7 separate regions of the Mus musculus genome follow, and all the other regions are linked to region 1. The links are chromatin contacts, called in public HiCAR-type and promoter capture Hi-C maps. All regions are on one chromosome and are shown on one strand. Each heading gives the region's core, a stretch centred on a gene start, on an enhancer-like site or on the middle of the called end of the contact. The rest is flanking DNA. Distances are from core to core; before and after follow the strand shown.

Evidence for each region. Promoter capture Hi-C pulls out the DNA fragments that hold promoters and counts their contacts. HiCAR-type assays count read pairs that join an accessible place to other places. Capture Hi-C pulls out chosen DNA fragments and counts their contacts.
Region 2: a contact with region 1 is called in a promoter capture Hi-C map of pre-B cells, with 4 times the contacts expected there. The contact joins the promoter of Rps15a here to the promoter of Eri2 in region 1. A contact is called at or near these places in 2 of 39 promoter capture datasets (liver and pre-B cells).
Region 3: a contact with region 1 is called in a promoter capture Hi-C map of adipose tissue, with 3 times the contacts expected there. The contact joins the promoter of Smg1 here to the promoter of Eri2 in region 1. A contact is called at or near these places in 2 of 39 promoter capture datasets (liver and pre-B cells) and 1 of 9 other capture datasets (adipose tissue).
Region 4: a contact with region 1 is called in a promoter capture Hi-C map of pre-B cells, with 6 times the contacts expected there. The contact joins the promoter of Cdr2 here to the promoter of Eri2 in region 1. A contact is called at or near these places in 11 of 39 promoter capture datasets (the 3T3-L1 cell line, the C10 cell line, the HPC-7 cell line and 7 more), 1 of 484 Hi-C or Micro-C datasets (B cells) and 1 of 9 other capture datasets (adipose tissue).
Region 5: a promoter capture Hi-C map of the 3T3-L1 cell line shows a contact between it and region 1, with 2.8 times the contacts expected there. The contact joins the enhancer-like site here to the promoter of Eri2 in region 1. A contact is called at or near these places in 11 of 39 promoter capture datasets (the 3T3-L1 cell line, the C10 cell line, the HPC-7 cell line and 7 more) and 1 of 9 other capture datasets (adipose tissue).
Region 6: a promoter capture Hi-C map of pre-B cells shows a contact between it and region 1, with 4 times the contacts expected there. The contact joins the promoter of Polr3e here to the promoter of Eri2 in region 1. A contact is called at or near these places in 11 of 39 promoter capture datasets (the 3T3-L1 cell line, the C10 cell line, the HPC-7 cell line and 8 more), 2 of 484 Hi-C or Micro-C datasets (B cells and CD4 T cells), 3 of 115 datasets of contacts at active chromatin or transcription factors (the 230-238 cell line, large pre-B cells and pro-B cells) and 2 of 9 other capture datasets (adipose tissue and liver).
Region 7: a HiCAR-type map of astrocytes shows a contact between it and region 1, with 2.8 times the contacts expected there. The contact joins the promoter of Vps35l here to the promoter of Eri2 in region 1. A contact is called at or near these places in 5 of 39 promoter capture datasets (embryonic stem cells, hippocampal neurons, liver and 2 more), 1 of 115 datasets of contacts at active chromatin or transcription factors (astrocytes) and 2 of 9 other capture datasets (embryonic stem cells and pancreatic islet).

What each region holds. Positions count from the first base shown.
Region 1 is chr7:119,791,613-119,795,891 of GRCm38.p6, forward strand. Eri2 (exoribonuclease 2) reads right to left here and starts at 2,446. Exons shown (of 9, transcript NM_027698.5): 1 at 2,306-2,446; 2 at 819-886; 3 at 653-736. The coding sequence starts at 2,328. It overlaps Rexo5 (RNA exonuclease 5), which reads left to right and starts at 2,510. Exons shown (of 20, transcript NM_001370778.1): 1 at 2,510-2,599; 2 at 2,764-2,890. The coding sequence starts at 2,768.
Region 2 is chr7:118,113,861-118,118,139 of GRCm38.p6, forward strand. It overlaps Rps15a (ribosomal protein S15A), which reads right to left and starts at 2,287. Exons shown (of 5, transcript NM_170669.2): 1 at 2,276-2,287; 2 at 1,249-1,386; 3 at 925-1,004. The coding sequence starts at 1,381.
Region 3 is chr7:118,241,801-118,246,079 of GRCm38.p6, forward strand. Smg1 (SMG1 homolog, phosphatidylinositol 3-kinase-related kinase (C. elegans)) reads right to left here and starts at 1,837. Exons shown (of 63, transcript NM_001031814.1): 1 at 1,405-1,837. The coding sequence starts at 1,490. 4930583K01Rik (RIKEN cDNA 4930583K01 gene) reads left to right here and starts at 2,107. Exons shown (of 2, transcript NR_027879.1): 1 at 2,107-2,165; 2 at 2,928-3,751.
Region 4 is chr7:120,980,277-120,984,555 of GRCm38.p6, forward strand. It overlaps Cdr2 (cerebellar degeneration-related 2), which reads right to left and starts at 2,036. Exons shown (of 5, transcript NM_007672.2): 1 at 1,701-2,036. The coding sequence starts at 1,776. Mfsd13b (major facilitator superfamily domain containing 13B) reads left to right here and starts at 2,233. Exons shown (of 8, transcript NM_001374644.1): 1 at 2,233-2,454.
Region 5 is chr7:120,960,723-120,965,001 of GRCm38.p6, forward strand. The region is part of intron 2 of Cdr2 (cerebellar degeneration-related 2); the gene reads right to left. Among named protein-coding and RNA genes, the nearest start is that of Cdr2, 19 kb to the right of the region's middle. Within about 2 kb of position 2,564, at least 21 of the 459 cell types and tissues checked have an H3K27ac peak or open chromatin away from gene starts, as enhancers often do.
Region 6 is chr7:120,915,357-120,919,635 of GRCm38.p6, forward strand. Polr3e (polymerase (RNA) III (DNA directed) polypeptide E) reads left to right here and starts at 2,422. Exons shown (of 21, transcript NM_025298.4): 1 at 2,422-2,554. n-TLaag4 (a tRNA gene) reads left to right here and starts at 2,161; the gene lies at 2,161-2,242.
Region 7 is chr7:118,737,995-118,742,273 of GRCm38.p6, forward strand. Vps35l (VPS35 endosomal protein sorting factor like) reads left to right here and starts at 2,277. Exons shown (of 31, transcript NM_027815.4): 1 at 2,277-2,781. The coding sequence starts at 2,681.

The DNA of each region.
Region 1 (4,279 bases), core at 1,196-3,695:
GTCACAAAACTACAGTTGTGAGTAGCAATAAAAATAATTTTAAGTTTGGGGGTCACCAAAAGATGAAGAACTGTATTAAGGGGTCACAGCATTAGGAAGGTTGAGAACCACTGATCGAGATTAAGCTGGTTTCAAATTTATAGAGATCCACCTGTCTCTGCCTCTTGAGTGCTGGGATTAAGGGTGTGTTGCACCATACCAGGTCTGAATATGTGAATTATCCTGAACATACACTGCTTTCATAATAGCATCATTAAAAAATCAATTCCCTTAAAAGCTTATTCCAATACCCAAAGCAGTGAGAAGCAAAGTTATAATAAAGCTGTGCCATGGAATAAGTCAGAATATCAAAAGTATGCCCATTTTGTTTTACAATTAAACATGAACACAGCATGAATTAAAATATACTTTACTATTGAAAAGCCTTTTTTTTTCCAGTTGTATCTAATCAAAGTTTTAAATGTAATCTTAAAACAACTAGCTACTTTGGATAATCACATTCAGGTATTTGGTATTTTATTCTTTTGTAGGTCAGAGTTTTTATATTAAACTACGAGCTTACAGCATTGTTTTCTTATTGGCTGGCTTATATCTAGGATGTTTAAGAAGACTCCTAGAGCACTAGCTTTGGCCACTGGCCATCCACACTCACTTATTTCAGGGCTACTGTGGTGCTTCCCATCATTCCAGCAGGTAGACTCAAAGTCAACGACAATTAAGTAGGCATACAACTGTTCTGCAAAAGACCACAGTGTTCTTAGGTTCCGACGATGTTCCAAGGGCAAGGCTTCAAACTGTAACGTAAGCGTGGGACTTACTCAATCTGCTCCCTCCTGGATTTCCACTTGCTGGTGTAACTGACTTTCTCCTAATTAATCCAAGCCGCCTAAAAATGCAAGACACAGGAAGATCAATAAACTCATTTACACTGCAGTTAGAATATGATATTAAAGTAATAGCCCCAAACAGATGGCAAAATCATCTCTAATGTACGGTAAGTGGAGCTGGGTGTGAGGGCCCCACACCTGGAGGCTCAGCAGTCAGCAGGCCACGGCCAAACTGAACTGAGGGACAGCTTACAGCACACAGCAGGACCCTGCCTCAAACAACAGCTGCATACTGACTGAAGGAAAGGAGGGCTAGACTTTAAAAGTCCTAGGTCCTTGTGCGAATGGCCATCCTCTCTTGAGTTTAGTGTCCATTTTACCTGAGCGGGCTTCACAAACACTACTCTTACCTGTTCACGTTTTATAGTAGTACCGAGGAATTGACTATAAAGATGTATTTTTCAAGCCTTTGCTATGTACCAAGGGGATGATGCCTGTGCTTAAACTCTAAAAATGGAGGGGAGAAAGATTACCAGAGTACTACTGAAAGGTAATCTATGATTAAAAACAAAAACAAAAACAAAACAAACAAACCTCCCAACAGCAATACACTGCAGTCCAAAGAAGGGAAGATCCCAAATGATGACGAATACAACTTTAAGTAGACAGACACCTGGAATAGTTATTTTGGCTATTTGAAAAAGACAAGACGTGAGGCCAATGTAGGGATTTGGAATGAAAAACTAACATTTACTAGTCACTTCTTCAGCAAATATTTAATTAGGATGGTGACTTCTTTTAAACAATTCTAGGTGGTAGACATGTCTGCAACCTGTATTTTATGCAAGAGAAAAGTAAATGATTTGCCTAAAGATGGCCATAGTATGTTAACCTTTGACAGGACTTTTCACGCTTGAATCCTATGCTATTCATTAATACATCAGATAGGGGTTTTGTTTTGAATCTGGTTTTGTTGTTGTTTTGAGACAGTCTCACTATTTAGCCATCGCCTGCTTGAACATCACCATGAGGACCAGGCTGGCCTCCAACTTTCCATGCTGGTATTGTAGGTCCATTCCACTATGCCTGGTAAGTTTGATACTGTGTCCACAATCTCAACAAATGTGTACAACGCATCCAAAAATCTGTGCACAGCATATTCCCCCCCACCCCCCCCCAAAAAACCTGAGAGAGTCTGTGGTAATTCTGACAATAAAACTGGACTAGGCAGGTCACTTGGGCGCAGTGGCACCTGCCTGAGAACAGTGTGCAGAGCTGTCACGTTCCAGGTCCCAGGGGTCTAGAATGAACAGACCTGATAGAGCATGCCACGGTAGGGAGGACCCGGGGTTTCTCGGGCTCCTCCAACTTGTCGCGAATGGCGACGTGGGGCCCGAGAAGACCAGGGCCCTTTTCAGATCCAGACCAAACGACTGCGGATGAACACCGCCCACCCTAAGGGGAACCCCCTAACGTACCGCGCCAGTCTCTTGGTCGCCATCCCCGGACCCTGGGTTTCGCAGAGTTCAACGGCCGGAAGTCGGACGCCCCCACTTCCGGTCTGTTTAAACGCCGGCGCGGCAAGGGAAGCGGGCGCTTGTAGAGCGGCGGCGGCCGTCGCCAGCGGTTTGTGGGCGTTGCATAGGGGGCGGTTCGGGACCCGGGGGCGTGGACAGAGGCTTGAGGACCGGGAGCCCCTCGCTCTGCGCACGACGCGCCTCAGGGAGCGCTTTAAACTTCGCGACGGCTTAAATTGAGGAAAGGAGGCGTAGGTCTGTGGCCTTTTTTGCGAGGGCCAAGAGTGGTAAACTGGTTTGAGCCGCTTCAAGAGACAAACCAACCGTCACTCCTGTCTAGCGCTTTGCTGGAGAGAGGCCGCGACACGGTTTCCTGGTCGCCGCGGGGTCCTCAGCTCCAGCTGATCTTTCCCCTACAGCCTGATGGAGCAAGAGAAGGAGGAGGCGAACTCCAGGAAGAGGAAGGAGGCCCCGAACTCCTCGGCCTCGGCTACAGAGCGGGATGGACCTCCTTCGCATATTCAGGACCGCGAGCCACAAGCCAAGGTGAGCAGAGGAGAGAGCCCAGCAGGCTGGCCCGAAGTCACTTGTGGCTGGGAGTCACTTTCGCCAGCACCCGAAGGGTCCCTGCCGAAGGGTAAGGGCTCACCCACTGACCTCACTCAACTCTGCTCCCTTGGTTGTACCACCTCGTCCAGGCTCTCTCCATAGTTTAAAACTGACTTAGTGTCTGGTACACAGAATATTCATTTAACAAACATTTATTAAGATCCGTATAACAAAATATTTCAGGAATATCCATGCACACCTAAACAGGATTCTCTTGTTTTTATACAATATTTATGAAGAAGTAAAAATGAATGGTCATTTTGATGGGGAATTTATCCTGGGGAAATGATTAGATGGAGGAATGATACCAGTAATAAGAATGTTTGCCCTAGTATTTGTATTTTTAAATGTTTCATCGAAAAGAGAATTTTAAATATAAAATTTTCATTACATATTTAAAAATGCACTTAGCCTGAACCATTTTCTCATGTTAAAGTTGTGGTTATATAACTGACTGATAGGGAAAAATATAGATTAGGGTGGGGATGGTTAGAAAGCAGATGGATGTTTGTAAAGTCCCCTGGGTTGGAAACGGTAGTCCAGAGATTAAAAAGCTTGATCTTCGGAGGCTGCATTCCCGCTGTGGCTTTTAAACCTCTTTCTTCATTTCTTTGTTGTAAAATGGGAGTATGGTGATCCCCACTTAAAAGTTCTAAGAAATGATGTAGTACAAAGAAATTTCTCAAAACTGTGTGGCTAAGAGTCAGCAGTGTGGCTCAGTAATAGAGGACTTGCCTTGCATGTGCCCAGAATTCAGTCCCTAGAACAGAAACTCAAAAAAGTGGTTAATAGTAAATACCTAACCTTAGCTCAAGGCCATTGTATAAGTTAGGGTCTCTATTGCTGTGATAAAACACCATGACCTCATAACCAAAATCATCTTGTCTAGGGATGGGTTTATCTCAGCTCTCATAGCCAGATCACAGTCCTATTCACAATTCTTCACTAGAATTCAGGTCAAGAGCCAGGAGGCAGTAACTGATACAGAGGCCAGGAAGGGAGGAGGACTGCCTACCACTTTGCTCCTCAGGACTTGCTCAGTCTTCCTTCTTTCTTTCTTCCTTCCTTTCTTTCTTTCTTTCTTTCTTTCTTTCTTTCTTTCTTTCTTTCTTTCTTAATATTTTTTATTAGGTATTTTCCTCATTTACATTTCCAATGCTATCCCAAAAGTCCCCCATATCCTCCCCCCACACTCCCCTACCCATCCACTCCCACTTTTGGCCCTGGCATTCCGCTGTACTGGGGCATATAAAGTTTGCATGTACAATGGGCCTCTCTTTCCAGTGATGGCTGACTAGGCCATCTTTTGATACATATGCAGCTAGA
Region 2 (4,279 bases), core at 1,037-3,536, 1.7 Mb before region 1:
AATATCCCAGTCTCTGGTACCAACTTCTAAATCAGTAGGTGTTACTTAAATTTTAACAAGTTCTGGATATTGCGAACAACTTTTTGAAAAAATTGTCAGAACAGCAATGACCTCACCAACTTAACTGTTCACCACATGACTAGAGCAGTTTTCACACTTCCTAATGCTGCAATCCTTTAACAAAATTGGTAGTAGCCCCAACAATAAAATTACTTCACTGCTACTTCATAACTGTACTTTTGCTGTAACGGAAGTATCTGATTCTGATGGCCTTAGCCCACGACCCCTCTCTGAAAGGGTCACACAAGTAGGACTAGAGGGCCTCAAACTCCTTACAGATCAGAAGGCTCTTCCGCACTATCACTAGCTTATTGACAATGCCCCAAACTGCTATTAAACCATGGAGTCAGAAAGTCTATTTGGCTATGCTGATGACAATTAAAACTGACGAGCAGCCTAGAACTCAGACAGCTACAACCTACACCAACAGACCATGAACTCTTAGCCACTTACTCAAGATTAACAATTTTATTAAAAGCCAGCACACCACTGGACAAGTGCATCGTGTAACTTTAATACAGCAGTTTGACAGAGTATAGATCAACCTCTCTATGTGTTGAGACTTCCATCTTGAAAATAAACAGGCCACACACACCACCAGTACAAGACTGAGTTATTCATACACTGAGCCATAGTTTAAGCTACTGAAATCAGCAGTTTCCCACTCCAGCGTTACCAGAGTTTAGCTCTATCCCACACAAAACTAACCAATAATTTGAACAAGTAACCAAAGACACCAAGTGAAATGTGGGTACTAAAACAGAAGCATAGCCTTAGCCAATTCCTTAAATCAGGGAAGTAGAGCAAGAATGACAACACTGTGAAGTGGCAGACAGCTGCAATTTGAGAAGCAAGATGTCTTACCTTGTTCAACCTTCCTGTGAGGTTCACAACAATCTTCCCAGCTCTGTGATCATCAATGATCTCAAATTCACCAATGTATCCTATAAAACAAGTGACCAGCGTCAAACCAGACATCAATTTGAGACCTAAACCTTTACGCCAACACTAACTTTTTGCCTATTAGATTTTTCTCTCATCTGAGTCTCTGCATCAGAATTCTGAAAGCTCCGTATCACATAAAAATTTTTGGGAGTTAGCATCAACACACCCATTCTTTTCTTGAACGGTTACTGTCTTTCCCTCCCAGATCCAGCACTGTCAAAAACCCAAGACACCAATACTCACCGTGCTTCATCATCACGGTTAAGAACCGAACGATGACTTTAGAACATGGCCTGATGAGGACCTGGCGTTTGCCTCTCTTCTCAGCGTTGTTGATGCTCTTGAGAGCATCCGCCAGAACATTCATTCGCACCATGGTGGCTGTGGAAAGAAAAGCCGGGGTTTGCATCAACACCCAATCATGCTGTCCTACCCCCATTAGCTTTTCCTAGGTCTAAGCAACATTCCCAAGAACCAGGAAAAATTCACTACAATTTCCCGACTGTTCAGCACTGTTCTTCAGAGTCTAGCCCTCCAAGACACTCCTATTCATACCACCCACCACACAAAATAGCTGGGGAGAGAATGACACAAGCCGAGCCTCACCACACAGAAGATAGCCTTCGAAATGGTGGGACCGACCAGCTAGCCAAACTGAAAGTGGGGGTGCGGGAACTGTCATTAGGAAAAAGTTCTGGCACCGTCTGCCAAGATTTTCAAAGCCAGCAGTGTGTCAAGAGGTTAACGCGACTTAACTCATTTACAGGTAACCATTTAACACACAGACACACACACACACCCCCTTTCGGGAGAAGAGGCAGTACGTGACAGGGAGCCCAGCCAGCCTACTGAACGGCCACAACCCATAGGCTACCTCCACGGCTCCTCAGGACGCTGCCAAGGCGTATTTTACGCGCCAAGAGTAAACCACGACGTGGTTCCCTAACTCGGCAGTGAGTGGCTGAGCCTAACTCCCCGCGCCAACCCTGGCCACGGCCGCGTGGGACACTCGGGACTCCAGAGCTCCCGCAGACACCGGAGGCTGCAGGGCCCACGCGGGCCACCGTCCCCGCCGGCCCGAGCCGAGCCCGGCCTGTTGCAGTGGGCCGGCTCCCGCAAAGGGCTACCCATAGCCCCCGACCCCGGCAGACGGAGACTACGGCCCCTGCAGGGATCTATAGGCCCACGGGACTCCGAAAGCGAACACGGGGTAAAGGGATGGCACAGATACCACACGGATGAACACGGAGTTTCACAAACACTCACTCACCGGCGAGGGAAGATGGCAGAAAGAGAGTGGGCCGGGCAAACGCACGGAATTATGGGAAGCGGAAGCGCTATCGCGAGACTTCATGGTCACACACTTAAAAAAAAAAAACCCAAAACCCTGTGATTTCTTATAGGACAACCAATGCGAGGGCGGGGCCTCCTCTGGGAGGGGCAGATGAAACTAGAAATGGTGGGCTGCTAGTCGCTCTGAAACTCGCGGCAGTCCTGCCTCAGCCTCTAGGGTTTTGGCATTAACGCCACTGCGGGTTCTTGCGTTTAGTTTTGTTTGCCACAATGAAACTCACTAGGTAGCTTCGGCTGGGCTGGAACTATGAAGACCAAGCTGACTTCTAGCCTCCACCTGCCTCTGCCTCCCAGTGCTGAGATTAAACATCACAGCACTTGGCTTTTGTTATTATTGTTTTGGTTGGTTTGGCTTGAATTTGGCTTTTGGAGACCAGTAGTGGCCCAATGCTGTCCCCGGAGTCATGAAAATCTTGACTAGTAACAGGGATTACTGCCATGGTCCGCTTCTCTCGCTCTCTCTCTCTTTTTTTTTTTTTTTTTTTTTTTTGTTTGTTTTTTTGTTTTTCGAGACAGGGTTTCTCTGTATAGCCCTGGCTGTCCTGGAACTCACTGTAGACCAGGCTGGCCTCGAACTCAAAAATCCGCTTGCCTCTGCCTCCTGAGTGCTGGGATTCAAGGCGTGTGCCACCATGCCCGGCTTAAGGTCCACTTTTCTTCCTCCTCCTCCTCTTATTATGCAGCCCTGTGATCTGTCTGCTTCACTTTTGTAACTGGGGTTACACTCCTCCTCCTCCTCCTCCTCCTCCTCCTCCTCCTCCTCCTCCTCCTCCTCCTCCTCCTCCTATTATGCAGCCCTGTGATCTGTCTGCCTCACTTCTGTAACTGGGGTTACACCTCAAGTGAATCTGTTGACTCCTAGCCTGGACCATTAAGCTTCAAGCCTACAGAGGTTCGGGAAGCTTCGTTCATTGCTGTTCACACTAAGTCTGGAGAAGCATCTGCCACATAGTAGGTCCTCGACATATAGTTGAAGAAAAAACTGAATGGACAAATCAGTTTCTCCATCTCTAAAACAGGGATGATAGAACCACTCAGAGGAGCTTTTGAGAGACCACACAAATGTGGCAGTGCTCAGCAGTGTTTGGCACAAGATTTATTTCCCCCAGAGGAACAAAGGACAGGGAATGAGAGACAAAGACAGGAGATAGAAGGTGAGGGAGAGGGGAACAAGGGAGAGGGAGGGAAAGGATGTAAGTCCTGGGAACAAAGAACTGCCTCTGCATAGAGAGGAGACAGGTGTGGCCCTTGAGCAAACGACAGTTTATGAGGGTAAAGGGGGAAAAAACCTCTTGTTAGGATGAAGTGTCTAACTCTGGTTAGACACGTTAATTAGGGTAGCTGCAAGGGGACTTTTGGTTGCTGGACCTCCATCCTTTGAAAGCTGGACCTTGGTAGTCAGCCTCAGAAGGAAGTGAGCAAATAAGTGACCAAATAAGAGAGCTTTAGGAATGTAACCTAATAGTTTTTAGAAAAGAGGAAGGGAGAAGAAAAAGGCCCGCCAGAACCATCTTTGTCATGCTCTGGCCGCCAGAGTCCCCTTCATCTTCTCTCACAACAGGGGAAGTCTTCATTCCCAGTCATAATTCACCCCACAAAAGGACCACAGGCTTTCCCAAGGTTTATAAGGATTTTGAGCACAGGTCTATTTCAGACTGACCTCAAACTCACATCCAGTCTCCCAATTTCCTTAACATGGACCCAATAGGAATGACTTCAGGAATTCAGATCAAAGCAGCAGTGGGGAGGGGTGGTAGTTAATGAATCTGAGATCCTAGTTAGTTCTGTGGGGATTTGGCTAGCTGATCCCAGTGTTGTGACCTTGGTGTGCCACAGAATCTAGATGGCCCCAGGCTGATGAGCTCCTAGAGGGGGTGTGTGTATGTGTGTGCACTTGTATAGAAATTGGGAAATTTGGGGT
Region 3 (4,279 bases), core at 587-3,086, 1.6 Mb before region 1:
AGGAAGCCACCTGCCTCTGCCTCCCAAGTGCTGGGATTAAAAGTGTGCACCACCATAGCCAGCTGTAGAATCCATTTTTAAATAAGAGCTCTATCAAAAGTCAAATTCAAGTTCATTTATCACCTAATGTGTCAGCTGCTTAAAATCAAACCTCACACATTTCAATAACAGTGAAATCAAAGCATGTCAATGAAAAGAATGTCAACTTGTTTTATTTAACGCACTGCACAAACCTTCATGCAGGGCAAGTCAAAGCGATGATTTTGCAAACACTCCTTATAACTGCTTCAAATCTCAAATCTAGACTTAGGCATTCGTTTTTACAATCATTTAGTCACAAACATCAGTTCTCAAGAGACACAATGTTTAGGAATGCACGTTAAACAAAATAAGTGTACCCCTATTAGCCAAAGAGCATTTTAATTTCTCTACCAACTCTTAAAATGTAACACACTAACTTCTAAAATACTCCACTTCCAAGCTGTTCTGAAATTAGGAGGATCTACTAGAAAGCAAGACCAACACCAAAAAGTGTACGCTTTCCATTCACGTGGCCATTCTGAACAACGGAGTGTACTTCAAAGAATACATCAACTTCTACTGAAAGACAGGTTTTATACATTTAGGAAGTCCTAGGCACTGTTAAAGCTCAAGTAGTCTCTGAATACTTGAAGCCTTTACTCAGCAAAGAATGGGAACCTACATTAAGTATAACCAGTCCATAATCAGAAAGAACTGACTAGAAATAGTTTTTCTTTCGTATTTTTCTCTTAATATTTTAAATCCAACCAGACTCCAATTCCTTCATGCAAAACGAAATTTCTCTACTCCTGAGAATACAAATTCACTCCAAAGCGCCCTGGGAAATTACTGTTTCCAGAAAAACTATTTCTGCAGTTGGGGAAAACTTAAAATGCCCCAGTGCCTGATTGTGTCGATTTCATTCACAGTCCCATAATCTCATCTTTTGGTCGACTAACATCCTGTCTAAAGTCAGAGGAAGACCTCGGTAGAGTTCTCAGCTTTTAAAATACATTAATTAACACGTGGGAGTCCAGAAGGACGCAGAGTTAAGGTGGTCTTTGGCATGAGGACTGGACGCGGAGCCGAGGAAGTTAATAGGTAACAGGGAGGGTTCCTGGACCTCAAATCTCAACTTGGAGTTAGACGGCAGTGGAACGTCCTCCTCCACCCAAGCTCAGAGCCACTGCTCCAGCCATCCGGCTGAGGCGGCCAGCCGGGCACAGAGGCCTCCGCTGCCCGCAGCTTTCCTGCCGGACCAGGCCCGGAGGACACCCAGGAAGCCGCGCCCGGCTCCAGGGACCGCGGGCCTAGGCCGCGCCTCCCAGTCCCGCGGGCCTAGGCCTCGGCCAGCTCCAGGCGAGGCTCGACGCGGTCACCCACCTGGGTTGCCAGTCATTCCAGCTCCGCGGGTACTTGGTGCCGCCGCCGCCGCTGCTCAGCCGAGACCCCGGGGCTCTGCGGCTCATTACCTTCCCCGACACGACATGGCCAAGCGCCGCCGCCCGAAGAAGCGCGAGTCGCCGCCTGAACCGGCCGCCGCCGACACTGCGATCTGGCCCGGGGCTGAGGAGGAAGCCGCGGAGGGGGCGGCGGAGGGCGGGGGAGGCGGACGGCCGTTCCGGGTTCCGCTGGAGCCCGCAACGCAGGAGCAGGAGGCGGGAGCGGCGCGGCGAGGGGGAGGCGGAGGCAGGCGAGGCGACGTCTCTTCCAGGGCAGCGCGCGGCCCGCGACGCTGGGGCCCAGGAGGACGAGGACAGCGAGGAGGCGGTGGCGGCGGCTCCTCACGCTCACACGGCCACGGCTTCCCCGCCTCCCGGCTCCGCCCGCCGCGCCGCCGCTGCCGCACGGCATGCTGGGAGCGAGGGGCGGTGCCGGCGCCCTAGGAGCCTGGAGAGGGGCGGGGCTCGGGGTGAAAGGCGGGGCTATTGGTCACAGAATATGGACTAGAGGCGGGGCTTATGACAGGGGTAGGGTCACCTAGGAGGGGCGGTGCCGGCGCGCCCCAAGCCTGGAGAAGAAGGGCGGGACTAGTTGGGGCGTGGTCTGTGGCTGCTGAACCTGGAGAGGGGAGGGGCGAAAGTCAAAAGGCGGGACCTGCTCGAGAGGCACTGGAGTTCTGAGAGCCTAGACTTCAAGGCGAGGTCCGCGTTCGCGTAGCTAAAAGGGGTGGGGCTTTGAGGAGAAGGCGAGAACTACTGGAGAGCAGGGACCCGAGCGGACCTCCCTGGGCCTCCTGAGCAGCAGCTCTGTCTGCGGGTGGTAGAGAGCAATGTGGACTCGTCGCGGGGCATCATGGGAGAGGGGATCTCCACCCCGGGTCCACACACGCCCTCCCATACACTCGGAGGACCGGCAGTCAGGTGTGAACAGGCGTCCAATGGAGGACAGGAGGGGGAGCGTGCCCTTGAGCGCTAATGCGCGCACACAGATGTGCCCTTGGCGCTCACGTGCGTCCACCTGCCTGCCACCGTCTTAAGGGAAAAAGTCAGAATAGTAAAATCGAGGAAGGGGAAGTGAAAGCGACACCTTTTCAACCCCTACCTGAAATGTCATGCAGTCCTGGTACATATTTTCCAAAAGTGAAAAACAACGCCTGCTTCCTGCCCCATGAACTGTGCTCTGTAATCTGGTTCCTTCTAGTAGTAAGAGGCCTGTTACCCACACTCTCCTGAAAGAATTCGATAAAGCACTGGGCACATTATGTGAACGCAATATACTCCTTTGTGTGCGTGTTTACATGTGAAGTACAGAGAACAACCTCAAGTGTTGCTCATAAGCCTCCAGCTACCATGTATTTTGAGGCAAGGTCTCTCTCTCACTAGCTGGCCAGAGAGCCCCACGAATCTTCTGTTTCCTCAACGCTGGCTTTACAAACGGTGACACCATTTCTGGCTTTTTTTCAGGTGGTTTCTCGTGTGTGCGGGGCAAGCACTTTAATGACTGAGCTATCTCCCTAGCTGCAGGCTCAACTTTAAAAATAGCCGAGATACACATCAAGCAAGTATTTAAACCTTTTCCACATAAAGTTTTTAGGCCATCCATCGTTTTGCCTCACAAGAGAAGTATGTATACATCACTTAAGTAATTCAAAATTGTTACCAAGGACATGGCTCAGAAAGTAGAATGCTCAAAGCAGGAGCAAGCACGAATCACTGGGTTCCATCCCCAGCACCCCATAAATGCAGCATGACGATGTGTCTGTAACCCTAGCATTCAAGAAATGGAAACCGGAAGTTGTTCAGGCTCACCTTCCGCAAACCTGGCCTACATGGGACACTGCCTACCCAACCCCCAAGAAATAAAACTATCACTAAAGTACTTAATTATCAGGCGATATCTCCCTATGAGTATATCCCTTACATTTTTCCACCATCTGATCCTGAGTATGCCCACAAATCCGTCAATGAAGGAGGATCCTGCTATTCCAAAAGACAATCAAATGATTTTTTTTCTCTTTCTGCCACCCACATTGCCCACCATTGCAGAAGAAGTGGGGGGAAAGTCTTCTGAAAAATACGATCTTTGACTCAAGACAGAAATTCCCACAAGGAATTGGCCAGACCCAGGCCTGGTCACCAACCTACTGTAAAAAAAAAAAAATCAATAATGGAGCTGGAAAGTAGTTCAGTGTTGCAGCAGTTTGGTCACCTACCATGTTTGAGGCCTCCTGTTCAATCGCCAGTGCTGTAAAATAATGATCGTTACTTCAATAAGATTGCTTCCATACTGAAATTGCTCTGGGCATCTTCATAAATGCCAATTTACTTCTCACTGAAAAAAGGATACAAGGAAGGGACCCACCAGGTGCATAAGTTAAAAAGCACAGCTGGGCTCCAACTCATAACTCTCCTGCATCTGCCTCTTGGGTGCTGGATTTACAGGCATGTGCCATTATGCCTGGTTTTGCCTTTTTTTTAAAGATTTATTTATTTTATTTATATGAGTACACTGTGGCTGTCATTAGACATACCAGAAGAGGGAATCAATCAGATCCCATTACAGATGGTTTTAAGCTACCGTGTGGTTTCTGGGAATTGAACTCAGGACCTCTGGAAGAGAAACCGGTGTAAGAACACCGCTGAGCCATTTCTCCAGCCCCATGCCTGGATTTTTAGAAGGTATTCTTGTTTTGTTACTTATATGTTTAATTATAGAAGCAATGATAAACACATAATCTAGTATTTTTTAAGTATTTTATTCTTAATTATAGGAGTGGGGAGTAGCAAATACTAATAGGGTACTATTAGTCCAAAGA
Region 4 (4,279 bases), core at 786-3,285, 1.2 Mb after region 1:
GGGGTTTGGCTGTTGGGTAGACTAGGGCTCTGGATTGAGGAGAGCTGAAAACGTTAATCTTGTGTGAGAGCCTCAGTTCAGGTCAACAAATACTAAATTAAGTTTCTATTATGATGTGTTATATATGATGTTAGACATGGGAGACTGGCCAGTCCTTGAAGGTTTTGGATTCTTCTTAAATATGGCAAAGAAAAAACTCTTGCTTGGATTATATGAATTGCTTTCATAGAAGCAATCGCACGATGGTTGCTTCAGTCCTCAAGTATCAAAGTAGGTCATCAATCCTTATGGGGCAAATCTCAAGTAGGCTAAATGTCTAACAAATTTGTCTTGTGGACATGGAGAAATGTGATGGCAAATCGGCATTGTAACTGCTAGTCAGCTTCAATTATAGCAGTACAGGGATCTATGTGGGCTTAGGTCATTTCACATTAAGAAATCAAGACAGACAGGATTAAAAAAACCAAAAAAACAAAAACAAAAAAAAAAACAAAAAAACAAAAAACAAATTAGCATCTCTCCAAAGAGCTACCTGTTTTCTTTTTCTAAGTATGGATCATTCAAGCCCGAATTTTTCCCCCATCAGATTCAGTTGAATTGTGAACAAGAGGCGGTGTTTAGTAGCCAACTCAAAAGAGATATTAATTTTCCCAAAAAGTTTGGAGTGGAGATCATTATACAGAATAGCACAAAGGATTCCTGCGGATCCCTCAGCATGGTGGTTAACAATGTCTACTCTGGGGTCTGCCGTGAATACCTAGTCTCCCCAACAGTATCTTCTTCAGCCAGAGGTACCTACTGCAGCACCTTATGCTATTGGGAGAATTAAAGGAGCCTACCAGGGTGTTGAGGGCCGGCCTATCAGTGTCCCCAAACACAAAATCCTGCTATGAATGTACAAGAAAATGGGCCACTGGCTTCAGACTGGGGGCACTCTTGAGATTGTCTCTGGAGATGCCCCGATGCAAGAAAACCAAGGCAGGATTATTTTTAATTGAAAACCCGAAAGAAAGATAAGCGCATGATAAGAGCTGCCCTCGAATAATTTCATTTAGCCCCCGATGAACGATGGCTAAGTAATAAATTAAAACACAAAACAAAACAGTTTAATACCCAACTGAGTAAGCTGTAAACTGGGATGCTAAGAAACTGAACAGTGTCTACAGGCTCCTCATACTCGGCTTTAGGGAATCCACCTAAATCTTTTAGCCTCTGCTTTCTGGAAAACGGGACAAAAAAAAAAAAATTTACTCTCACAGAGAGATGGCGCGGGTACCGCACAGCAGCACTGCCCTCCCACCACCTGCAGCGGCTTTGCAGACTCTGCGGACCATGAAAGGCGATGTGGGGCAGGCAGGGCAGCACGACCCGGACCCAGGCCAGCAGCTCGCCTCTAGAGCAGGACAAGCTGGTCCACTCCTGCCCACCTCAGAGGTCCATCCGCTCATACCCGGCAAGCGCTTTCTTAAAGCACCGAGCATCAGCCTGTGTGGCGCACCCGCAGGGCCGTGGGCCGCGCGCGCTTGCTCTCTGCGGTCGGGATGGGCGGATCCGTTGCCAGGTGAGGGCAAGAAGCACCGGGCCGCGGCATCCCAAACCTCCAGCCTAAGGAACTTTCTAGCACTTTCCACACCTGCCACCCCCGGACTCCCACCCCAACAATCCCGCCCCCCCCTCCCGACCGGCGACCTCGCCCTCACCTTGCTGGAGGTCCCGGTGGTCGTACCACGGCTCATCCTCCATCTCGAACTCCTCCACTAGGTTATCTGCCAGCATGTCGCCGGGGACGTCCGGGGGCAGCGGGCTCTGCCGCCGCCCTGCCGTTTCGGCCGCTGCCCCGGGCTCTCCCCCGGCCCCGCCGCCCTCAGCCAGAGCCACCCTGGGGCGGGACACGCAGGTCCCGCAGCAGCTCTCGCCGCTATCCCGCGCCGCCCAAAGGCCGGCGCCCTAGCGAGCGCGCCCCGGGTGGCGCCGGGAGCCGGCTCCTCACGCCTGCTGCCCGGCCCAACGTGGCACTTTGGCAGAACCCTCCCAAAGCCGGGGAGACGATTCAAACCCGGGAGGCACCTTGACCAATCACGAATGAGCCGCCTATAGAGTGACAGCGACTTCAGCCAATAGAATATCAAAAAAGGTCGCGGGTCCGAGGACCATCAGCCAATAATAGCTTAGGAAGGAACAAAGGAGGCGGGGAAAGACGAAGAGGGTGCGGTCGGCAGCCCCTCCTCTTTTGTCTGCGTCGCGTCTCCTCAGTTGAGTGCACTCCAGTTCCGGAGTGTGGAGGTGGCTTTGGCGAACACCGGGTGCCGAGGACTACTAATTCTGGGCACGGGTCATCATCTTCCCACCCGAGGGTTTCGGATGCGGGCCAACTCTCCTTGGCTCTGCCCTCGGTGATGCTCGGAGGGAGACTCATGGTCCGTCGGGAAGTTAAAGCCGAGAGAACGCTACTGAGTGAGAGCTGCTCCTCAATCTTGGAGCCCTGGCCTTCCAGGGGCCTGGCTATGAACTCCTAAAAGGGCAGTCACCAACCCCACTTCACACTCCAGAGTCCCGGGCTGGCCAGTGGAAGCCGCCTCCCCTGAGAAAAGTTGCCACAGTTTTGCATAGAATTTCTTAAAGGTTCATAGAGCCCAGGATAAATACCTAAGATCAGGCATTGCACTTGGTGGCCAGCTTGCCGGCGTCAGCTTGTTAACACAGCCGTAACTACTGTTTCTTGGGTTAAACTTTTAATATATTTGGGTACCTCACTTAGGGAAACTCTCAGAGGGCAGAAAGGTCGGCGCAGATGTTTGGGATGTTATAACTGATAGCATCTACAGAGGACGGGAGAAGAACTGTGACAACTGAGGGGGGGAGGGGATGTTATAACTGATAGCATCTACAGAGGACGGGAGAAGAACTGTGACAACTGAGGGGGGGAGGGGAGTAATTACTCAGGTTTGGCAGTAGTGATTTGGTAGAAACCTCCTGAAGTTAACTCCTTCACACAGATCCGGAGTGTCACCCGAACTAAAGTGGAAAGCAGTTGAAAGTTTGCCTTATCCAAAAAAAGCACCAGTTGTGGCCTTAAAATAGTGTACTCAGATTACTATGGCTTAAAACAGGAGAAATTGCTAGGAAGAAGCTACAAATCCTCAGAGATACTTTTATTTCTCTGAGATCTCGGGTAATTTGGAGGAAGGAATACTTCACCCTAATTTCTTTTTTCAGTGCTAACGATGCCTTAGGCGTGCCACTCTCCATCATTCTTGTGGGTCCTAAGATGCTCCTTTTCAGATCAGTGTAACATGCACCTGTTCCTGGGAACATGGTCTTGTGAAGGTCAAGAAAGCCTCCCCATTGTGAGGTTGGTTTGTTGTTTGTACAGAGTCTCACTGTGCAGCCCCAGCTTTGCCTAGCACACTATGTAGATTAGGCTGGCTCTGCCTCCAGAGTGCTGGGATAGAAGGCACACAACCATCAAACCCTGTCCCTACAGGAATGTTGTTCTGGCGAGATTTTCCTCTTCATTCCTTAAGAAAGACTCCTTAATAGACCTTAAGGTACCAAGAACCTAGGGTTAGAAATCTAATTGTCTATCCACAGTTTGTACTAGCAAAGCAGGCGTTAGCTCACCACTTAGGGGAGAAATGACCTCTTTGCTCAAAGAGCTATGAGAATCAAAGAAACTGTGCCCAAGAAAGCTGTGTTGTTTCTAACACTTATTGTGAAGGGACTGTTAAAAAATAACAGCATCAAAATAATACACTTCCTTCTCTTTTTGCCTCCCTCTTCCTTTTTCTTTTTCCTGTTCTCCCGTGGTACTACCAAGGGCCCACTCACATGCAAGGAGAAGTTCCAAGCCACTGTCCCCAGCCCATGAGTATCAAAATAAGTAGTAATAGCAACAGATTGCAGTTTGTTAATGATGAATCCATGGTGATATAAATGAGAAAAAAAATTTCCTTATGAGGAATGCCAACCAAAAATGTAACAAAGTAATATTAGCCAGGTATAGTGGTGCCCTCAGCACTGGGGATGTGGAGACAGGAGGCATGTGAGGTTGATACCACCTGTGCTACATTGCAAGACCCTGACTAGGAAGCAGAAGCCAATCAAAATAGAACAGGCCAGATAGTTCAGTGGCTAAAGGTGCTTGCATCCTTGCCTGACAAGCTGAGTTGATGGCAGCAACCCACATAGTGCAAGGCTGGAAGTGACTCCCACAGGTTCTCCACATGTACCTTGTCACATACAAAACCCCCCCCCCCCAACACAAGGATCAAGTGTAACT
Region 5 (4,279 bases), core at 1,314-3,813, 1.2 Mb after region 1:
TCTATGGTTCTCCAACACCAACTAAAGCCAGGTGAGGGCGCCGGGCTTCACCTGTGGGCTCAGCACCCGCCTGGCATGGGGATGTGTTTGCCAGCCCAAAAGCTCCACAGCCTTAGAGTTTTGTCAAAGGCTTTGATAACTAAAGTTGCCTGATGCTCTGCCCACATATCTCCTGGCTAGCTAATAATGTGGGCCTCTCGTCATCCTATTACTCTGGACAACAATGGTTTTAGAAGACTTTTTAAGAAGCCAGGATTCAGGGACAAAGACCAAAAGTGAATTTTTTTTTTTTTTTTTTTTTTTTTACTATACTGTTGTCATCAGCTTACTTAATGGAAAAGAGAATATTAAATCCCAACAAAACTACCTTGTTTTAATAATAAAATCAGCACAAGCTATTTTCAATGTGCTTAGCTCCATTAATACTTCCCAAAACTCTGACATTCCATGAGTCTAGACTACTTTTACGAACGATATGCTTAATATTCAAAAGGAAAACCCAAAAGGAAATATGATAATCCCTCACGAAAACTTGGAAAACATGATAAAAGTTTAAGCACTGTGTCTAACAGAGGCTGGAGAGATGGCAGTGGTGAAGAGCCCTTGTTCTTATAGAGGACATGACGACCCACTGCCAGCATCCAACCCACAGATTACCACCTCTCTTAGCTCCAGTTCCAGGGGATCTGCTCCTTCCAACTTCTGCAGGCGTCAGGCACGCACACAAGTGCATGTACACACATTCAGGCAAAACAGTCATACAGATACAAATAATAAATCTTTAAAAAGCAAAAAAGGTTAAAATATATGTTTAACCAAAAGGAAAAAGGAAGGAAAAGCTTAAAGTAGAGGATTTTGATGGGTTTTTTGCTTGAAAAAAAAAAAATCAATCTTTTTTTCCTGAATGAGGCATTTTAGACAAAACTAGTGAAAAATACATTAATTTTACCAGGTACTTTAATATATATCAAAATCTTGTTACCTCTTTCTACAGGAATGTTATCTCTATTATCCTTACTCTTGAGATACTTAGCAGGTTATTTATTTTGGTCCTGCTAAGACTGCTTTCTGAAGATGGAGGATAAGCGCAGTCTTAATACCACAGCTAGGTCACCCGGCCCCTCCATCCCATTCCTACCTGGACACACTAAAGCGGAGCATATTCCAAACACAACACGCCCATTCCTCTGGACACAACCAGAAGAGAGGGAGAGGGGGGTTTGGAGTATAACCATATGGTAGCAGCAGATTTGACTTTACAAACACTCCTGAAACCAGCTCCTCAAGTACCACCAGAGCCAAGTGACCTTTGTTTTTTGAGAAAACGTCTGCTATCTATCCCAGGCATGCTGGCTCTGACCTTTGGCCCTCCTGACTCAGCTTCCTAGTACTGGGACTACAGGTGTGCAACCCTTGCACTGGCTTTCAACAGTCTTCTTTCAAGAAACAGAGCTAACTGATATTCAGTGATCCAATGTAGCCCCTTTCAGATTCTTATATCAGTGGCCATGCACAGAGCTAACAACCTCTTTTTAACTCTTTAACTTTCTCATACGAATCTCAGGGCCAAAAGTGTTCTGAAAATTTCTTTGAATTAACACCACCATCACTATTCCCAAACAAAACATGTTTTTAACACCCCTGTGAGGTCTGGGCAGCACTGATACTTTGGCATCAAAAAGTGTGAATATTACAAACAGCCTCAAATCAATTCAAGATTCGCTGATAACAAATAAATTTGCTGTAAACTTTATGGGGAAGACCTCAGTCGACTGTCTGGGGTTCAGAAGTGGTAAGCCATTGTAGTGTTAGAAACTGCCAAACTGACATGTTAAGTAAGCAAAGTTAGACAGACACAGCATGGGATCTAGGGAAATCCACTTATTCTTTGCTGCCTGAACCTTCACAAGTTTCTCATGATCCCTTGTGAAAACTAACCACTCAACTTCTGACAGGAAACTACTTCAGACCTGTGGAAGAAAGCTTTTGGTTCTGCCCTTGGCTCATCCACAGGAATGTATTTAATTTCTTAGGACTACTGGACTGGGTCCAGTGCTTAGTTAGGGTAAGCAGAATATATATGATTAGGGTGGCAAGATGGCTCAGTGGTAAGGGCACTTGCTGCCAAGCCTGATGACCAGATTTTAATTTCAAGAGCTCACACCGTGGAAGAGAGAGCACTAACTCCTGTAAACTGTCCTCTGACCTCCACAGACTTGCTGTCCCACATTTGCATATTCACACACACAGACACACACTCACTCAAAATAAATGCATATATACTATAAACATTTTTAAGACAGTTTATAATTTATATCAGGTCCTAAGTATTCTTTGGGTTTGATGCACAATAACCTTAAAAAAGGCAAACGTATAAACAGGTACAAATTATTTACAAAGAGACTATTCCTACATCCTCTACATGGGACGGATCTGTCCCACAGGGAACATATGAAAAGTCAGTTTACGAATGGAGTCTTTTAGTGAGGTCAAGACCAGAGCTATATGGAGGAAGTGGTACGCCAGCTCACAGGACAGGCTTGAAGGCCCTTTGACATTGCGAATTTTTCTATGATTTCCTCATCAGGACCTCATGAGGCTATAAAGATTACTATATATACAACCAGGATATGTGGCTTCAGACTATGTGTTGTTTTTGGCTTAAGGACGGTTAAGAAACAGATGCAGGAAAGCTGTGTGCCCTCCATGTTTATCCCTCCCTATCTGTCAGGCAGAATGAAAGCTAACCACTGAGCACAATTTCAGACTCTTCTGGGCCAGGAGTCAGCACCAGAGGAATCCAACCCAAAAGCTTTACTAGTTTTTATCTACTTGTCCTCCACTAAGTTGCCACACTTAGAGTCCAAGTCCTTTTCCTCCATCTAATCCCTGCTCCAAGAATATACTGTTCTGCATTACAGTGTATGTGTTAGGCAGGATTCTCTAGAGTCACAGAACTTATGGACTGTCTGTATATATTAAGGGAATTTATTGGAATGACTTACAGTCTGCAGTCCAACTAACCCAACAGTGGGCAACTGTGAATGGGAAGTCTAAGAGTCTAGGAGTTGCTCAGACTCATAGGCTGGGTTGTTTCAGCTGGTCTTCTTATAAGACGGAATCCTGAAGGAGTAGGTTCCAACAGATGAACTGGCAGGGAACTGTAACAGGCAAAAAGAACAAACCCTTCCTCCTTTTTCTATTGCCCGTATCTCAGCCTCCTGCAGAAGGTATGGCCTAGATTAAAGGTGTATACCACTACACCTGGACCTAAGCTTTTCTCTAGTTGGAACTTACTCTGTCCCAGGCTGGCCTTGAATTCAGAGATCTGCTTGTCTCTGTCTCCTGGGATTAAAGCCATGTACCTCCTTGTCTGAGCTTAAGATTTTCATGGCCGCTATGCCTCAAGATCCAGATCAAAAGCATTCGTCATCCAACACTTAGAGGATCAAAAGCCTGTGTCTTCAAGCCTTAAGTTCTGGATCACAGGTGTGCCCTCCATTTCTAGATTGTAGTTCATTTCAGACGTAGTGAGGCTGCCAACCAGGAATATCTATCTCCGTGTGTAAGATAAACTCCAAAGCCACCTCTTAAGAGAATCACTCACTTGAGTATCTCTGATGTATGAATATCAAAATACACCTTTTACTCCTGTTAAACTGTCCTCTTACATATGCATTTATTTACATGAAGGTTAATATACAGAGTCCACTCTGGTATCTGACAAATGATCAAAGTGTTCAGGAAGAGGTAGCTACTGTCATCTTTATTTAGAATTAGTTTTTAAACTTTGTATATGCAATGCTAAGATTCACCTGAAAGACAATTGCAGGGACCTAGATGGTTTGTCCTCATCCCCACATATGAAATGCATTTGTCAGAGGACTTGCTCTTGTCTACACAGCACCTTGCCCTCATTCCTCTCAAGGCAACAACAGAACAATCAACTCACAATTCTTGACTGTCACTGTCACTCTCTTTCTGGGAAGGAATGGTTATTGTTCTCTATGTAGCCCATTTCTGACATATTTTAGTAAGGATTACAATTTAGCTAAATATCTATTTCAAGACCTCTGTTCACAGCAGCTAGGTTCAGTACCACAGAATTCAGAGTGCAAATGTCAAGTACGGTTTAGTTTGAAAGCTTCTGTGATGGGCTTGGCTATAGACCTCCTGAGAAAAGCCTACTAACCACTAATTTCCACTTAGATTCCCTATTTCCCATGGCCCCAACGTTATCCTCAGAAACCTGGAGGGGAGATACTTACAATACACACCA
Region 6 (4,279 bases), core at 1,172-3,671, 1.1 Mb after region 1:
CATTTCTGGTAGAAAACACGGAGGAAAATTCATGTATAAAGTAGAAGCCACAGATAGGGGTATTTCCTTCCATATTGAAAGTTAGAAACAAGTATTGTTTATTTATAGCATGGACTAATATAATAGATCTCAAAAACATAATATGGGAGAAAAGTTTTAACAAGGTGTTGGTATCCTGTGATAACACAGAAAAGCACACTTTATATTGCTCATGGATTTATGCATGTAGTTTTCAAAATTATTAGAAGGATACATGTCAAATTCATATTATTTGTAAACTGGAAGGGTGCTTGTGAGAGGATTTTTAAAAATGTGGTGGACTTTACTCTCATAGTCCAGGATATTGTTAAATTTTTGTTTATTTTTGTTTTGAGACAGAATATCCTATGTAGTCCTATGTAGACTGGCCTGAAACACACTTCTACCATGTAGACCAGTCTAGCCTGGAGCATAGTCTGTCACCGTGTAGACCAGGCTAGCTTCAAATCTGCTAAAAACTTCTGCCATTTGCCTCCTGATGGCTGGGACCATAGATATGCACCATTACGTCACACAGACACACACAGACAGACACACACAGATATACACACAGACCCCCCACCCCACCCCCTCCCCCACACACACACAGTTTTTCCATGATAGGGTTTCTCTGTTTAGCCCTGGCTGTCCTGGAACTCATCTGTACACCAGGCTGGCCTTCAACTTAGCGATCCACCTGCCTCTGCCTCCCAAGTGCTGGTACTAAAGGAGTGTGCTTACCATCTCTTAGCCCATATTTTAAGACACAGTTTTAAAGTGTACATTACATTTATCACCTGTGTATCTTACTTAATTAATTAATTACTTAATTATCGTGTGAGTATGTGTGACAGAGAACAGCTTGTGGATGATTCTTTTTCTATCATGTGGGTCCCAGGGATTTTTACATGCTTTTACACGCTTAGCCATTTCGAAGGCCTTACTTGTGTAACTTTTAATAAAAATTATGTACACAAGAAAATAATTGGAAGCAAAATGCCATATTGGCCAGGTGCAAGGCTGTAATTCTGGTACTTAGGAAGTGCAGGCAGGAGGATCAGAAATTCAAACTCATCAATGCACGTAGTTCAAAGCCAGCCTGGGCATTGTGAACCTTAGTTTAAACAACAAATGAATATGTATGCATGTTCAAATGTAAATGCAGAAATGAGTTTAATTCTAGGTGGTGGAAATATGGGGTGTGTGTGACTATTTTTTTTTTCATCTTTTTCAGTGTTTTAAAATATCTAGGGCTGGTGAGATAGCTCGGTCAGAAGGTAGGTAAACACACTTGCCTCGAAGCCTGACAACCTAAGACGCCCCCACAGGGTGGAACAAAAGAACTTATTCATCAGGCAAGTTGTCCTCTGACCTCCACGGCCCGCCCCCGCCCGTTCCCCACTCCCAAACAAATAAATAAAGTAAACGTAAAAGTCTGTATGGGCATATTAACATGCAAAGATACTTAAAAATAAAGTCTGGTTAAAAACAAAAGCAAAACAGAAAATAAATCAAAAGTATAGTGAAAAACCAGCCAGCTGTATATCTCTATGTGTTACTGTGTTAATATTTATATACCAACCCATTCACAATATGAACAAAACTATTTTCTATGGAGATAAACATTGACAGCAAAAGAGCAGAAAGGATGTACAATCAGCCAATAATGCTGGGTACTAGGAAACTAGAGCAAGTCAAAGCTCGAAGAATCTTATTTTGAATATTACAAAGAATATATTTTATCTGCAAAGTTTTAAAATTGTTTGTGTACTAAAAATTTAAACACGTAAATTTTCAGATAGAACTCTGCAGACCTGGGGTTACAGTTCAGCTCTGAGAGCTTGGTGAAAGTTACTGACAGAACCAGACATCGAATTCGGGTTTTTGAGTGTCTGAGTGGCTTAACCTGACACCTTAACCAACTGACTCAGAACGCAAAATAAACTATCCTTTGCTTTAAAACTTATTTGGAACAAGCTTGCATCTAAATACTTTTATTTCAATAAGTGGCATGATGATAATATTGTTTATGGCAATTTCTATCGGCAGGAAATAAAATAAATAAATATAACTCCAAGAATCGAAAGAAAATATACGTGTCAATCCAATAAGTAGCTTCTTAGAAAACGACGTCAACAGCTGGGTAGTGTGGCCGAGCGGTCTAAGGCGCTGGATTAAGGCTCCAGTCTCTTCGGGGGCGTGGGTTCGAATCCCACCGCTGCCAAGGCAGGCTTTTTCTTTTGTCTCAGCGTCTTTCGCTCTAGGTTCCTTCTGCGAGCGCAGCGGCGACCCCTGCTGTCGATGTGCGCTCTCTGCACCACGAGCAGCTCGCCGAAGGGGCGGTCCCGCGCGCGCCGGGGCGGGGCATTGTGGGTAAGAGGAAGCGCGAGGGCCGGCCCCGCTCCCCCCACGTGTCCGGCGGAGTTTCTCCAGCAGGAACATGGCCGCTGCCTGATAGAAGACCCGGCCGCCGCCGTCTCTGCAGCCCGCGGGTCCCTGGGCCGTTCCGCCGCCCGCGCGCGGCCCCGGCGGAGAGGTGAGCCCCGACTCGGCAGCCTCGGGATCCGGGTCGCAGCCGTCGCACTCGCTCGGTGCTCCGGGCCGCGCTGCTGACTAGGCCAGACAGGCCCCCGCCGCTGCGTGCCGAGGGGCCGCGGCCTCCCGGGACCAGGGCAGGGCGCAAGGTGGCCGCCCGGCTTTCCAGGCCGCCCCGGGCCTGGGTCGCTCCGTTCGGCTGGACGGTGGGGAGACGACGGCGGTGCGGCCCGCGCTGACTCAGGCTTCGGCCGCGCTGCCCCGCCCGGGCCTGGCTCCCGAACCGCACCTGCGAGGGCACTGGTGCCCGGTGGCGTGGCGGCTTTCGGAAGAGTGGGAAGGGCGCCTGAGCACCGGCGACATGGAGAAAGCCACTGGACTCGGGGCCGCCTGCATGGGCAGGGGTCGTTGAACCTGGTCAACTCTGCTTAGCCCGAGCGGGCCCGGGACGCCTCATTCATTGATCTGTGTTTAAGCAGAGTGGCGACTGCTTCGTGGACCCGGGGACCTTCCAGTAACGGGGGATGGTGCACATACCGGGTCATCCTGGAATATTGTTTTAGAGTTCCTGGGTTTGGGAGCGAAAAGATAAGATCATACCTTTATCTGTGAAATGGGGATATGATTCCCGTGCTACGGTGTTTTAATGAGTGTAAGATGGGTGACACTCCTGCTTCTTTCATTTGTGGCTGTCTTGTTCGGTCTTATATTGGAAGAAAACATGTTGCCACGTAGCAACAGTCCTTCTAGGTTCGCCTTATCCCTTTGAAGCCGGTGTGTGGTTTAAAATAGGAAAGGACCCAGGGTTATGCAATTCACGTCGCTAATCAGCTGCTATATTGAAGAGGTAGGATTTGAACCTGTAAGGTTTTGCACGGCAGTCCAACCTCTTAACCACTACACCATACTGCCTTTTACCAAAGAGATGTGCAGCATGTTAGTTAAGAATAAAACCAAGGCTCTTGGCATCAGCTAGATTTGGATTTCTTTACCTGTTTTCTTGGGGGGCTGTGACCTTGGGTAAACCAATTCGAAGTTGGGCACTATAAATTTTGATTTGCACAGCTAATGAGAAGAGTATTATTTGGTACTATATTGATGCCTGGCATCATTAATATTTGGGAGAAAGAACTGTGATTTTTTTTTTTTAATTTTAAAAGTAATGATCCCATAACCACGACCAAGTATAATTATTATCTCCACTTAATGGTCCAGGAATGTGAAGCATAGAGAAGCCTTCGTAGAGTTTAAAGTCTAGTACAGAGGACAGCTAACACCTGACCAGCAAGCAGATCAGGAAGTTCCAGCTTAGGACCATTCAGGAAATAAGGAATTATGCTTGTAATGGAAGGGGCTGGAAGCGGCTGTTTCAGTTGAGTTGTCAGGGAACACGTCTAATCCTGGAAGGACTGGCAGTGGTTACATATAAGGAAAATGAGCATCCAGAAAATGACTTGGTGAGCCGGGCAGTGGTGGCTCATGCCTTTAATCCCAGCACTTGGGAGGCAGAGGCAGGTGGATTTCTGAGTTCGAGGCCAGCCTGGTCTGCAGAGTGAGTTCCAGGACAACCAGGGCTATACAGAGAAACCCTTGTCTTGAAAAACCAGAAAAAAAAAAAAGAAAATGACCTGGGATTGTTGTGCAGAGTGTCCTCAAGGATGCTTGGGGCTTGGCCTGTTAGAAGTTCAGTAATTGGTCACTAGGCCATGAGGAGATGCTTATGTGG
Region 7 (4,279 bases), core at 1,027-3,526, 1.1 Mb before region 1:
GTTGTGTCAGACCTGTCATATATCAGTTAAAAATAAGTTTAAGACCTGAGAGACGAGACGGCTCAGCTAAGAACATTGGTCTTCTTCCAGAGGACCCAGTTTGATTTTCAGCACTCAATGGTGACCTCCCAATTATCCAGCTTCAGGGTATCCTGAAATCCTCTTCTGGCCTCCACAGATATATGCATGATACAGCAACATACATGCAGGAAACACACCAATACATATAAATAGATTTAAAAATTGGATTTGGGGAGCCATCTGGACAAAGCGCTTGCTGTGCAAGCATGAAGACTTTCTAGATCCCTAGTGCCTGTGTCAAAATGGCAAAAGGTGTGCACCTGCAACCCAAATACCTCTGTGTGGGGATAGCGTTGACAGGCTTGCTGGCCAGCCATTCACAGCTTCAAATTCAAGGAGACAGACAGAAAGCCAGAGAGAGGGAGAGAACAAGAGAGAGAGGGAGAGAACGAGAGAGAGAGAGAGAGAGAGAGAGAGAGAGAGAGAGAGAGGAAGAAGGAGGAGGGGAGGGAGGGAGGGGGAGAGGGGGAGAAAGGTGTGCTGTCTCAAAACGTAAGTTGGAGAGTAATAAAGGAAAATACTAGCTATTGACCTCTGGCCTCCATATGCTCATACATGGACAATCAGACATGTGCACATGCCACACACACACAATTAGAAGCTGAGTGCAGTGTCCCATGCCAACAACCCTAGCACCTACCAGGCTAAGGCAGAGGACCAATACCTCCAGGCCAGCCAGGACTACAAAGTAAAACCATTTTCAACAACAATGTAAGCAAAGGAACAAAATGTTTCCATTTAAAACTGCTCTCTATATTCAGTGTTTTTCCATGGCCCTTCTCCAGTTTCTTTAAAAGATTCTTTTTTTTAGACTTAGTTATTTGATGTATATAAATATTTTGCCTGTATGTGTGTCTCTATACCACATGTACCTCTGTAGGCCAGAAGAGGGCATCAGATCCCCTGGGACTGGAGATACAGATGGTTGTGAGTTTGGGTTCTAGAAATCAAATCTGGGTTTTCTGGAAGAACAGCAAGTGCTTACCAGATAACGCATTTCTCCAGCCCAGATTTTACAGTTCTTTAGGGACACTGACAGAGATGCCACAAAACCATGGTCTTAGCATGTGGTAAGAAGAACCCTTTAGTTATCTATCCTTTCCAGAAATGTAGCCTGTTTTATGATAGTTCCCCATCATCTATTTTATACATAAGATGGGATGGGTTTGACGAATGTACGAAGGACAATTGGTCCCCTGCCTTTAGTGCCTCATAGTTGCTTCTTACCACCCAAACTGCTACCATTCTTTCAAAGGAACCACCAACAGCAGTGTCCCCTAGAATTGTACACACAACTATCCCAGAGCCACTGTTTTACAGTCCCCAGGCAAGTGGCATGCCCATTTACAGTAGATGCCCTGCTCTGTTATAGACCAGGGTCAGCGCTACAGAGAGAAAGGCTCTGAGAGCAAAGGCCAACCAAGAGCAGCCTGTCTTGCCTGCCTCACTAACTACAGCATCTGAGGTTTGCCCCGGAGACAGGGATTTTATAACCTCCTGTCACCTTAGCAGTTAGCTCAGTTTCACAGAGGAAGAAACTGGGACTCTGAAAATGTCAGTCCTAGTTAAAGTATATTCCGTTGCCTTTTCCAGAACGCATAAGAGGATGCTGCTCTTTCCATAAGGAAATGCACTTGGGAGTAGAACCAGGATGGTATGAATAGACAGTCTGCTAATTTCCCAGTCTTAATCCATTCTTATTTGAGTTAGAGTTTGACACTCACCAGCTTTGAGCATCAGTTTTCCAAAAACAAGTGATTAATGATAGATACTCCAGAAGTTTCTATTGAGAAGGGAGTGGGCAAAGTGCATTGAGTGCAGTCACCCTATCATAATTTATCCATGGGGGTGGGGTGGGGTGGGGCTTAAAACAGGAGCGCCAAAGTTCTGTGGTCAAGAACAGAACTTGCTTGCCCGTATTCGGACGTAGATTGTCAGTAGTGGGGGGAAAATGCCCAAAGTGTTCATCCTTACGAAGCATGAAGAGAACCCACACCAAACAGAATTCACTTCATAATCACTTGTGTCTGGCCCTCAGCAGGGATGGGTGTGTGCACTCCTTTTTGTCACTAGAGGGCGCAGGCGGGCCAAGCAGCCAGTGGCGTCTTACCCCTTACAAGACTGGGGGGCGGTGTGTGTGTGTGTGTGTGTGTGTGTGTGTGTGTGTGTGTGTGTGTGTGTGTGTGTGAATGGGATGGCTCAGAAGGTAATGGCATCGTGTGTGTGTGTGTGTGTGTGTGTGTGTGTGTGAATGGGATGGCTCAGAAGGTAATGGCATCTAGTGCCAAGCGAAGAAAGGACCAACACCTGTCCGTTATCCACTGACCTCCGTGCACATATTTACATAATACGAATGGGATTTAAGCAAGGCGTGGTGATGCAGGCCTTTAATCCCATCATTCGGAGGCAGACGTAAATGGATTTCTATTAACAAAATAAAAAGAAAAAATAAAATCAAGGCCGATGACGGAGCTTGGGTTTTGCCGGGCCATTGCCCGATACAACTGCGGAGGATCGGAATCCGGAGGAAGTTGCCCCTCACAATCATGGCGGATGACGGAGCCCGGGATCTTCAGAGCGGAAGCTGCCCTTCACAATCATGGCGTCTGGGGCGGGGCCGAGCTTCCCTGGATGTGAGAAAAGGGGCTGGACGCGGAAAACAGGCGATCATGTGACTGGGAAGATGGCTGTCTTTCCCTGGTAAGGAAAAACCCGCTAGTAGGCTTCGGGGAGGGCTCCTCTCAGTGGGGGTGGGCAGTCCTCCTTGTTGGGATCGGTGGCCTCCGTCCCCGCCCGGGCTGTCAGGACTACGGAAGAGCAGAACCGCTGTCAGTACTCTGCTCCTCTCCTCTGTTCCGCAGCTCCTTCACTCAGACGGACTCCATCCAAGGCTTCCGCCTCCTTGGGAGACGTTGGCACGCCTGGGAGTTCTGGGGAAGGGGATGAATTCGCCCGGAGTCTGCACCTGGGAGACCTGGTCGCTTGTTCCTTGAGCTCCTTAGACTTTCTCATCTGTAAAGTGGGACCATTCACCCTACTCTATGTAGGGTCCCCAGACACGCTTCTTTACCTCGTTGTTCAACGTAGTAGAACGTATTAGAGAGAGGACACGCCCAAAGGAGAGAGGGGGCAGTCAGTCAACTCCCCTGGCGGCTTGGGTAGACTGCAGAGAAGAGCCTTCAACTGGGTCTTGCAGGATGCATACGAGCTCACCAAGCAGGAAGGAATAGTGTGTACCCAAGTGACTGGCATACGGGCCTTTTTGTGCTTAGAAGTGAGGTGACCTTTAGGTTGTCACAGGTGATTTGTGTCGATAAAGAACCCACATAGGATAAGCGGATGATAATGTGGTTGGACGTTGGAGACCTTGCATCTCAGGGGCAAAATTTCTGCGTTTGAGCATGAAAGAAATTTGTAGCGCTAGGCCTTGAACATAACCAACATCAACCCTCTGGCTTTTTGGCCGGACACTTTAATTCACTCCACCCTGCAGACTCTTAAGTGACCACTTAAGGACACAGCACGTCAGCGTGGTGCCGTATCACACCGTGGGTTGGCTTCACCTGCTTGTGCTGGCTTAACCTTGGATGTTTTCGTTTTCCATACTGCTGAGACCCCAGCTCTGCTCGTGCCTATGGTCTCTGTAGCCGTCTCTCTTGAGCAAGTGTGTGGGAGTGCACGCCCATCTTTCAGTTTTACCCACTGACTTCGTGTTCTTTAATGAGAGAGACAGAATTGTGTCCGTCTTCTTCCCGGTGATTGTTCCTGTCGATGCATGAGGGAGCTGATGAGGCCCAGGGGAAGTGTGCCTCTGCTCCAGAGAGCGCATTTCTCAAGGGACGTGCTTAGTGGTCAGCGTTAGCCTCTTAGCTAACTTAGTTAACCAAGTCCGCTTTTCATTTGAGACCATGGGATGCGAGTTGACCTAAAGTCGTGCAGCCTGCCATGTGAATTCTAGGGACTTGGATCTTGGAGTTTGCTCTTTCCCTAAATGAGGGAAAGTAGTGGGAATCAGCCAGTGTAACCAGGACAAACTGTTCTGGGGTGTACGAATGGGAGGTACCTATATCTTTATTAGTGAAAAAGTCTGATTTTTGGCAACTGTTGAGATAGTAAGGTTGAGTGTGTTTAGTGATGGTGGTGGTGGTGGTGGTGAGGCAGCGATGGCAGAGCACGCTATAGGAGAGGATGGGCTTCG